Linked DNA regions of Mus musculus: region 2 is linked to region 1. Evidence: chromatin contacts called from public promoter capture Hi-C data. All regions are on one chromosome and are shown on one strand. Each heading gives the region's core, a stretch centred on a gene start, on an enhancer-like site or on the middle of the called end of the contact. The rest is flanking DNA. Distances are from core to core; before and after follow the strand shown.

Region 1 (3,975 bases), core at 374-2,873:
CTATGCAGTGTTGACTGACCTGAAACTCACAGAGATCTGCTTGCCTCTGCCTCCAGAGTACTGAAATTTAAGACGTGCACCACCATGTAAGTATTAAAATTCTGGATTTTAAAAAGAAAAGTAGAGCAGTATAGTTTGGAGTGCAGAGTTATTTCCCATACTAATTTTTAAAAATGTTTCTGGGAATACATACAAGATTGATAAGGATTGCAAGAGACGTAAAATCCATGAGTGTTTATTTGCATGGTGAGTTCTAAAGGAAGTACAAATAGGCTGGAGTATTTGAAGAGAAGGTATTTAATTAACTTGTTTAAGTCAATGATTTTTATGTTTGTTTTTTTTGGGTTTTTTTTTTGTTTTGTTTTGTTTTTGTTTTTTGACATACATTCACCTAACCGTGAGAAGTTTTAGGCTCAAAATGTACAGTAAATTTGAAAATCGCTTTTTAAAAGATCTATTTTACTATTTTACGAGTGTTTTGCCTGCATGTGTGTACCATGTGCATGCTTGATGCCCACTAAGGTCAGAGGAGGGCACTGGATCCCCAGGACTGGAGAGACAGGTGTTGTGAGTGCCATTTGGGTGTTGGGGTCCTCTGTAAAAGCAATAAGTGCCATAACAGCTGAGCCAACTCTTAAGGCCCTTAAAAATCTCTTTATAAAACCTATTGGTAGAATTTCTTTTGATAGAAAATACCAAATAGAAAATACCAAGCCTTTACTGCCGCTTAACAGTTGGAACCCAGTAGTGAGTGCCTTAAAACCATCAGGCGCACTGGTGCATCTGATAGGACACTTTATTCTATGCAAGGGGGTCTGTCAAATAGTGCATGATATACTTCTAATAATCTAGTTAGAGGTTAGGAATCAGGATGAAGATGCAGCAAACAAAAGTGATGATAAATTAATTGAATCTGTTATCGAAAGGCTTCCTAGCTTGTATTTATGCAAAAATAGGCCCCTAAAACCCAGGATCCCACTACAAGAATAAAGACTCCTGATTTATTTTGCACATATGTATTCATAAGGTTTATTAGTATTTCAAAAATCCCTGTAGATTAAGTCCTCTTGATCTGAAATCTGTCACAATTACAGGTTACCTTTCTTACCTATGTCGAGAGAAATTAGTTTTTATTTGCTCTTTTTAGTCTTTCACTGATGTTTTTCCTTTCATTGCCCCCTTCCCTGTTCTCTGTAAATCTTTCATTCTTGTCGTCTTTCTTTCATTCAAACGAGGCCAGGTGCTTCGATTTGTTTTATCATCTCATTCAAAATGGTGCCACGTCACCCACAGGGCAAGAATGGAGAGAGGTGCTGTCATTTCTCCTGCCAGCGTGGAGCCCCGCCCTCTGCTGTTCACCTGGGAGGGGGGAAATTATACAGAGGCCACAGTCTCGTGAGCCAGAGGCCGGCTCCCTCCAGACAGTCTCGGGGCCCCCTCCTCCTCCTCCTCCTTCTCCTCCGCTGAGCTGCCCCGCCTCTCCCGGACCCCAGAGCGCATTGATTTGCATATCTCTACCTTTGTTCCCTAGCAGTGGCCAATCAGAGTGCAGGGCGAGACGAGGCGGCGGGGCGGGGCGCGCGATCGGCGGATCCGCTGCGGCCGCAGGTTGCAGAGCGGGTGGGAGCCGCTGCGGGCGCGGCACTGCAGCCCTGATCCTGAACCCCGAACCCGAGCCCCGAGCCTAGCCCGGGCCACAGGCTCAGGAGGCCAGGATCCAGAAGCTACTCGCCCAGCCCGGCGGAAGACGCCTCGACCCGCAGGCACCCGCTAGCCCACGCGCCACGATGGTGTGCGGGGGCTTCTCGTGCTCCAAGAACTGCCTGTGCGCGCTCAACCTGCTGTATACCGTGAGTAGCCCGCGCCCGGTGGCACCTGCGGGGGCCGTCGGCCTCCTCCCCGCCTGAGTATTCGCCTGCGCCCCATCCCGCGCCCCTTGCGGGCTTCCCACGCCCCAGTTTCGCCTGCAGCCCCCGCCCGGGACCCCGAGCCTGCTTGTCGCAGTCTCCGCCCGTCCTTCATTGTGGCGCTCGCCCCTCGCCCTGCTCTCTGCAGCCCTTCACTTTCGCGTTCCTTCCCACTCTCCCCATTCTTTCATCCATCCCCAGGTTTCCATCTCAATCCCTCTAGCCGCACGCTTTCGGCTGGCCATCCCATCTGGAGGTTCGGAGGCTGGAGAGCAGCCCGGGCTTAGGGGACAGGTTTGCGGGATAGTGGGGCCTGGGATGGACCAGGCGGCCTGTGGATGGCGCGCTTCTGGCACAGCTCTAAAAGCTGCCTTTTGAATGGAGGCCATAGAGCAGGTTCACAGGATATCCGTGGCTTCCGAAGTTTGTTTCGTGCTTACATAAAGTCTCTTTGTTGATGTTTCTGCCCGTGAGGTATTCGCCTGATGCTTTTCCCATGCCATCTTCCTTCCCCTTTATCAATATTCTAGCTCCATTTTTGGCGAAGTCCTTCAGTATATAGTCCTCCACCCAAGTCGTTTTTATTTTTTTATTTATTTTTTCCTCCCTACGTATCAGCATATGCCTTCCAGCTTTAACATGGAAAACTCAGTTTGATTTTTTTTTTTTTTGAGGCATAATTGTGGCTGGACAGCAGGAAGTTGAGGTGATGTTTATTGAAAACCTTCACCACCCCAGCCTTTTCATTTGTCAATTTGTTATCTATCTGTGGCAAGCGCAGTTGTCTAAATTTTATAACGGTAAAGACCAAAAAAGGCTTTACTAAGTTTTCATAACTGGTAGTTGGAGAGTCTGGACTGGAACCAAGCTGTGGAATCTAGACCTTTCCACAAGCTGCCTCTCCTGCGTGGAAGAAACTTCCTTTCGGTCATCTCATTCCATCGGAGACTTGTTCTCTTCTATAAATACATCTGGTGCTTGCAGCACCCACCCTGAAAACAAACCCAGTTTCCCTGCATTAGCAGAGCCAGGCCATCTGGGCCAGCTTAGGTTACATCTATGGACAAGAGAGGCCGCTTGTGGTTGACAAGCAGAGACACCAGGTCACGGGTCATTTTACCTTTTTTTTTTTTTTCTGGTGTGTGTCTGAAAATGATGGCAAAGCTTTGACATAGGCACCGATGGTGTATATATTTTTCTGGCTAGTTCCTGGGAATCCAGTCAACATGCTCACAAATGGTACACTTGGCAGAAAAATTCTAGAATACATGGTGGCGAAACAGCTCCTGTCACTGGAAATCCATGTCAAGTTTCATATTAAGTTCACCTGTGCGGTGTGAGGCATGCTTACCACATTGCTATATTGTAAATTCCTATCCGTTCTTGAACAATTTCTCTTATTAACATGAATGGTCTGCTTAGAACGTCACATTCTATTTTGTGCCTGAGTCCCCCTCCCCCCCTCAGTGATTCAGTCATCTGTTTACCTGATTCTCCATCTTACAGTGTCTGCTTACACACAGTGCAGGGTACAGTGGCTGCTTCTGTGCCTCTTCGGCTATCTGTAGACATCAATGTGCAATATATACATTTAAAAAAAAAAGAACCTTTTTTCTTTTTTCAAATCAAGTAATACTGCTTTTAAGGTATATTATTTCCAGCAGTATTTACAGCGTGTCGTGAAAGCCAGGAGAAAGAAAAGTTGACCCTAAAGGCATATGTTAAGATTATTTAATATCTGCCCTAAATTATTGACTTCCAAAGTGTGTGTTATTGATTTTTTATCAGGTATGCAGTGAAAATTAATTGGAAATTCATGGGAATATAAATATGGCTAGCCATTCAAAGTCCTAGACTGTTTTAGACAAAGGGAAAAGAAGTTATTGTCTAAACATTTCCTCCTAAGCATTGCAAATAGGCAAAGTGACTATGACAGCGAGGTGAACAGAAGGAAAGGGTAGACTTGATTTTTAACATCTAGCTAAACATAAACACCTGTGTCTTCTTCCCTGTCTCTCCCTCAACATTTGAAGATGAAAAAAAAAAAAGTGTGATTTCTACCAGGGTT
Region 2 (3,975 bases), core at 1,074-3,573, 8.2 Mb before region 1:
CTTAGTTCTACTCTAGGGCAAGGAATGGAATTTTATCTAACAGACATTGTGAGATGAAGGGAAATGCTAGGTGTAGAATGAATATACAGAGTATGTCATTTGACAACTGCAATAATGCAGCCAAACAGGCAACAAGGGTCTGAATACAGTAACAGTGTAAGAACGTAGAAGTGAGCTCTACTGTGAACCACATTTTGAAGAGACAAAAAAAGTTACAAAAGAAAGTGATAGTTCAGTGGTTAAGAGTGTGTACTCTTCTTCCAGAAGCCTGGAGCTTGGATCCCAGAACCCAGATTAGGCTCCTTTCAGCTGCCAGCTCACAACTGTCTGCACTTCCCAGGAGATCTGACATCTTCTTTCTGTTTCTGCAGGCACTTGCACTCATGACTTCATTAACTATAAACACACACATACATCTACACATATTAAAGACAAAAATAATTAAAAAAAAAAAACAGGACTTGTTAAGGAGAAGTTGTCAAGAAAACTCTTAAGTTTTCAAATCAGACATGGAGTGAAAATGCCACTTGTGAATATGAAAGACCTGGAAAGGGGTCAGCTTAACATAGAAGAAACTATATTTTCTTCCATATTTACAGAATGCAGTAATGACAGGGCACTGAAATAGAAATAGAGAGACTACATTTATGTATGACAAAATGCAACACAATAACAACTGGACCCTCAAGGCCAAATGAGATGGCCTGCAGTATTTGGATACCCAGGACTTAACAAAAATAAGCTTCTTTCTTTTTTAAAATGCTCAGCTACAAATAAATGCACCCTATAATTTCCTTGACATTTCAGGATATTTATGTATGACTTTGGTTTCAAAAAGTTAAATTTGTTTTGAGGAGAACAATGTGGATAGAACTTTGAGTGGTACCCAAAGTTAGGAACAGGAAGAAAAGCACTCAAGCAAACCAGGAAGCACTGAAGGAAAGGATCCTCTTAAAAGCAAAGGATAGTAAACCGAATAAAATACAAGCGATTGGGAGTGAGTTGGAACTGGAGGTGAAACAAGAGTCTAGCTCTGACCTTTGCACAAACGTTATGTGCCCCAAATAAAGTAACAAATCCCATCTTTACTGGCTGAAAAAAACAACTTCAAGTACAGACTGTTCTTGTATCAATTCTGCATGGGAAAGTATGGATGTATTAATATAGACTAGTGCAGCTGACCTTTTCACTAATCTGACATCATTATGAAGAGGGCCACTGTTACCAAGATTTTAAAATTAGATGGAGAAATACAAAACAAGATAGAGAATAGAACAATTAGCAAAAACTATGAAGCGAGGTCTTTATATTGGAGATTCATCTAATATGCATACCGAATTTCACAAAATAGCTATATGGAATTTGGTACAACTGACTGCTTCACTAAAACATAAGCTTTTCAATTCACTCTTATGTACTTTTATAATAATCCTCACTTTTTAAAAACATTCTTCCCATTTCCTTGTGGTAATGAACCGCCTTGAGAACCTGAAATATATTTTTGACAATCAGGAATTCGGTCCATAATACAACTTGGAAATGAAAATGGTAATTTTAAATGCATTCTAGGATAGCCGCTTATGTCACATCTATCTCCTAAGATATTCCTTGAAGGTCACTTTTCTTTAAAGTTATTGCTGTAATGGGCGTGAAAACTGGTCGTACCACCCCCCGCCCCGCCCCCAGCATCATGACAGAAATGACAGTGACAAGAGGCTCTGCAACCTGCTGACTCATACAGTTTTTTTCATCTTTTAAAAGGGACGCGCATCTGGTTCTGCTTAAGCAACAGCGCACTGGGATAGGACGGGAAGAAAAAGCAAATCGCTGAGAAGTAAAAATATCCAGCCACCAAAACACAAAGCACACGCTGCCCAGTCAAGGTCGAGGTAGATCAGAGAAAACGTCGCGTCTCCAGTGATCTGCCAGAGAACAGCCCATTCAGGACCCGGCGTGCCACTGCAGAGAGGGGCTGGGCGGGACCACCGGCGGGGGCGGGGCGCAACCAACCAAAACACCCGGCGGCCACGCCCGCGGCATCGGGGCGTCGGGGCCAAGCGCCCGCCAGGACCCCGAGGCCTGCGTATCGGGCCTCCGAAACGCCCGCGGGAGAGCCCGGCGAAGCGCCCACGCCACGGAGGCCACCTGCCACCCCGCCGCCTTCCGGCCACTCACCGGGACGCAGGCAGTAGTCACGGGCGCCGCGGCCGCCACTCGCCTCCCGCCAGCTCTGAGGTCCGCATCGGCCCGCCCGGCCTGCTCGCAGCTGCGGCGCCCGGACCCCAAACACTGGCGTGACCAGCACCACCCACCGCTACGCCCCGCCCCCAGCGGAAGTGACGCAAGCTCTAGGGCCTGTTTTTCTGCCTTCTGCCCTCCTAAGCCTACGTAATAGGGCGTGGCTGTGGAGAGAGGGAGGGGCGGGGAGTTTGTTGGAGCTGAGTGCTTGGGAGAGGCACCGCTTCGGAAGGGGCAAGTGCTACTTTTATGATCTGTTGTGACGGTTAGGCGGAGATCAATGGCTTTTAATCTCAGCGCTGTCTCAGAGTAGAGTGCCTGGTTGCTTGCTTGCGGGTTACCAATAGTTCAGAAATAAGTTCAGCTGGGCTGAGCGTGCCAGAAGACTCTGCGCGCGCTGTGTTGCCTAGGTTCCAGGGAACCGCTTTAACCGCAGCCTGGATGTGAGCAGCCTGGCTGGACCCTGTGATCCTGCTGTGGTGATACCTCCTCTTTGTTTCTAGAACAGCTACGGGGTCTGTCAACTTAAAAGCTCTTTGTCATATACCATCTTGTGGGAGTTAGCGTGTACTACCCCTTTGATGGTCTTGTAATCAACACGTTGAAATTTTTGTATACCAGGGAGGCAAACTACAACCCGCCACAGGTCTAGTGCTATCTAGTTAACTAGACCATCAGATTAGGACCTCAGTGTTCACCTTCAAGAGTAGCAGAGGGCCAGCCCTTAAAATGAAAATGATTGTAAAGCCCTTTAGGAAGGGCATTACATGTGCTGCCAGATTCACTGACAGTTTTTAATTAAGGGGCTTTGGATTACAGAGGTTAAACATTACAAAGGTAAAAAATGTAGTAGGCCTATAAACTCGAGGCGAGAGCAGGCTACATGAGGAGACCTTGACGTTTCTTTCCCCTAAAAATTAAAGAAAAAAAAGAAAAAAGAGTAAATGAGCATACTAGGCATTTGGTTAACACATGATATTGGGTTGTGTCTACCATACTGTCTGGTAAACCCTAGCAGTGTATTAGCTGTTAAATAGCCTCACAACAGCTCAAATATGTACTCCAAAAATTAAGAAAGGCTTGGAAATAACTTTAGCTCTTGATTTTTTTATTATTAATTTACTAATATTAAAATACCCTGACACTATTGAAATGGTAGAAGGTCAGAACTATTACCATAGTGAGCTGTCAGCTCCAGGTTCTGACACAACAAAGAGTAGAGTTTAGAACAGTAGGCAAAGGGGGTGGTCATTGGATGGAAGATTACTAAGAAATGACATCACGTCAAAGGTAACAGACATTCTTGCTGAAAAGAAGCAGATTCTTGGTGAGAGAAGATGAGAATGACCAGATACCAAGAGTGGGGATTAATTTCATATCAACTTAGACGATTCCTCCTAACACTGGACTTAGATAGGTCCAAGGCAGAGGCCAAAAGATGACAGGTACTGTGAAAAGTCATAAAAGGAACCTAACTAAATCTTGGTCAAGCAGTCAGTAACTCACCATGCCTTCTCCCTTTGTTTCTAATGTTTAATAATGTAATTCCTTAAGTTAGATAATATACCCAGATTTTCTTCCTATGTTAGAAATTTCCATGCAACTGTCAATTCCTCCTCTCCTTCCCTTGTCAGTAATTTTACCTCTAATCAGAAATAAAGCTTAATGGATCTTCCTTTACCATCTCTTACAATTTCTTCAGCTCTGTGCTCTCGCCCTCCTTTTTCCTTAGTGTAG

Evidence for each region. Promoter capture Hi-C pulls out the DNA fragments that hold promoters and counts their contacts.
Region 2: a promoter capture Hi-C map of pre-B cells shows a contact between it and region 1, with 4 times the contacts expected there. The contact joins the promoter of Pnpla8 here to the promoter of Tspan13 in region 1. A contact is called at or near these places in 2 of 39 promoter capture datasets (cranial neural crest and pre-B cells).

What each region holds. Positions count from the first base shown.
Region 1 is chr12:36,040,126-36,044,100 of GRCm38.p6, reverse strand. Tspan13 (tetraspanin 13) reads left to right here and starts at 1,623. Exons shown (of 6, transcript NM_025359.3): 1 at 1,623-1,850. The coding sequence starts at 1,788.
Region 2 is chr12:44,267,502-44,271,476 of GRCm38.p6, reverse strand. Pnpla8 (patatin-like phospholipase domain containing 8) reads right to left here and starts at 2,323. Exons shown (of 10, transcript NM_026164.2): 1 at 2,176-2,323.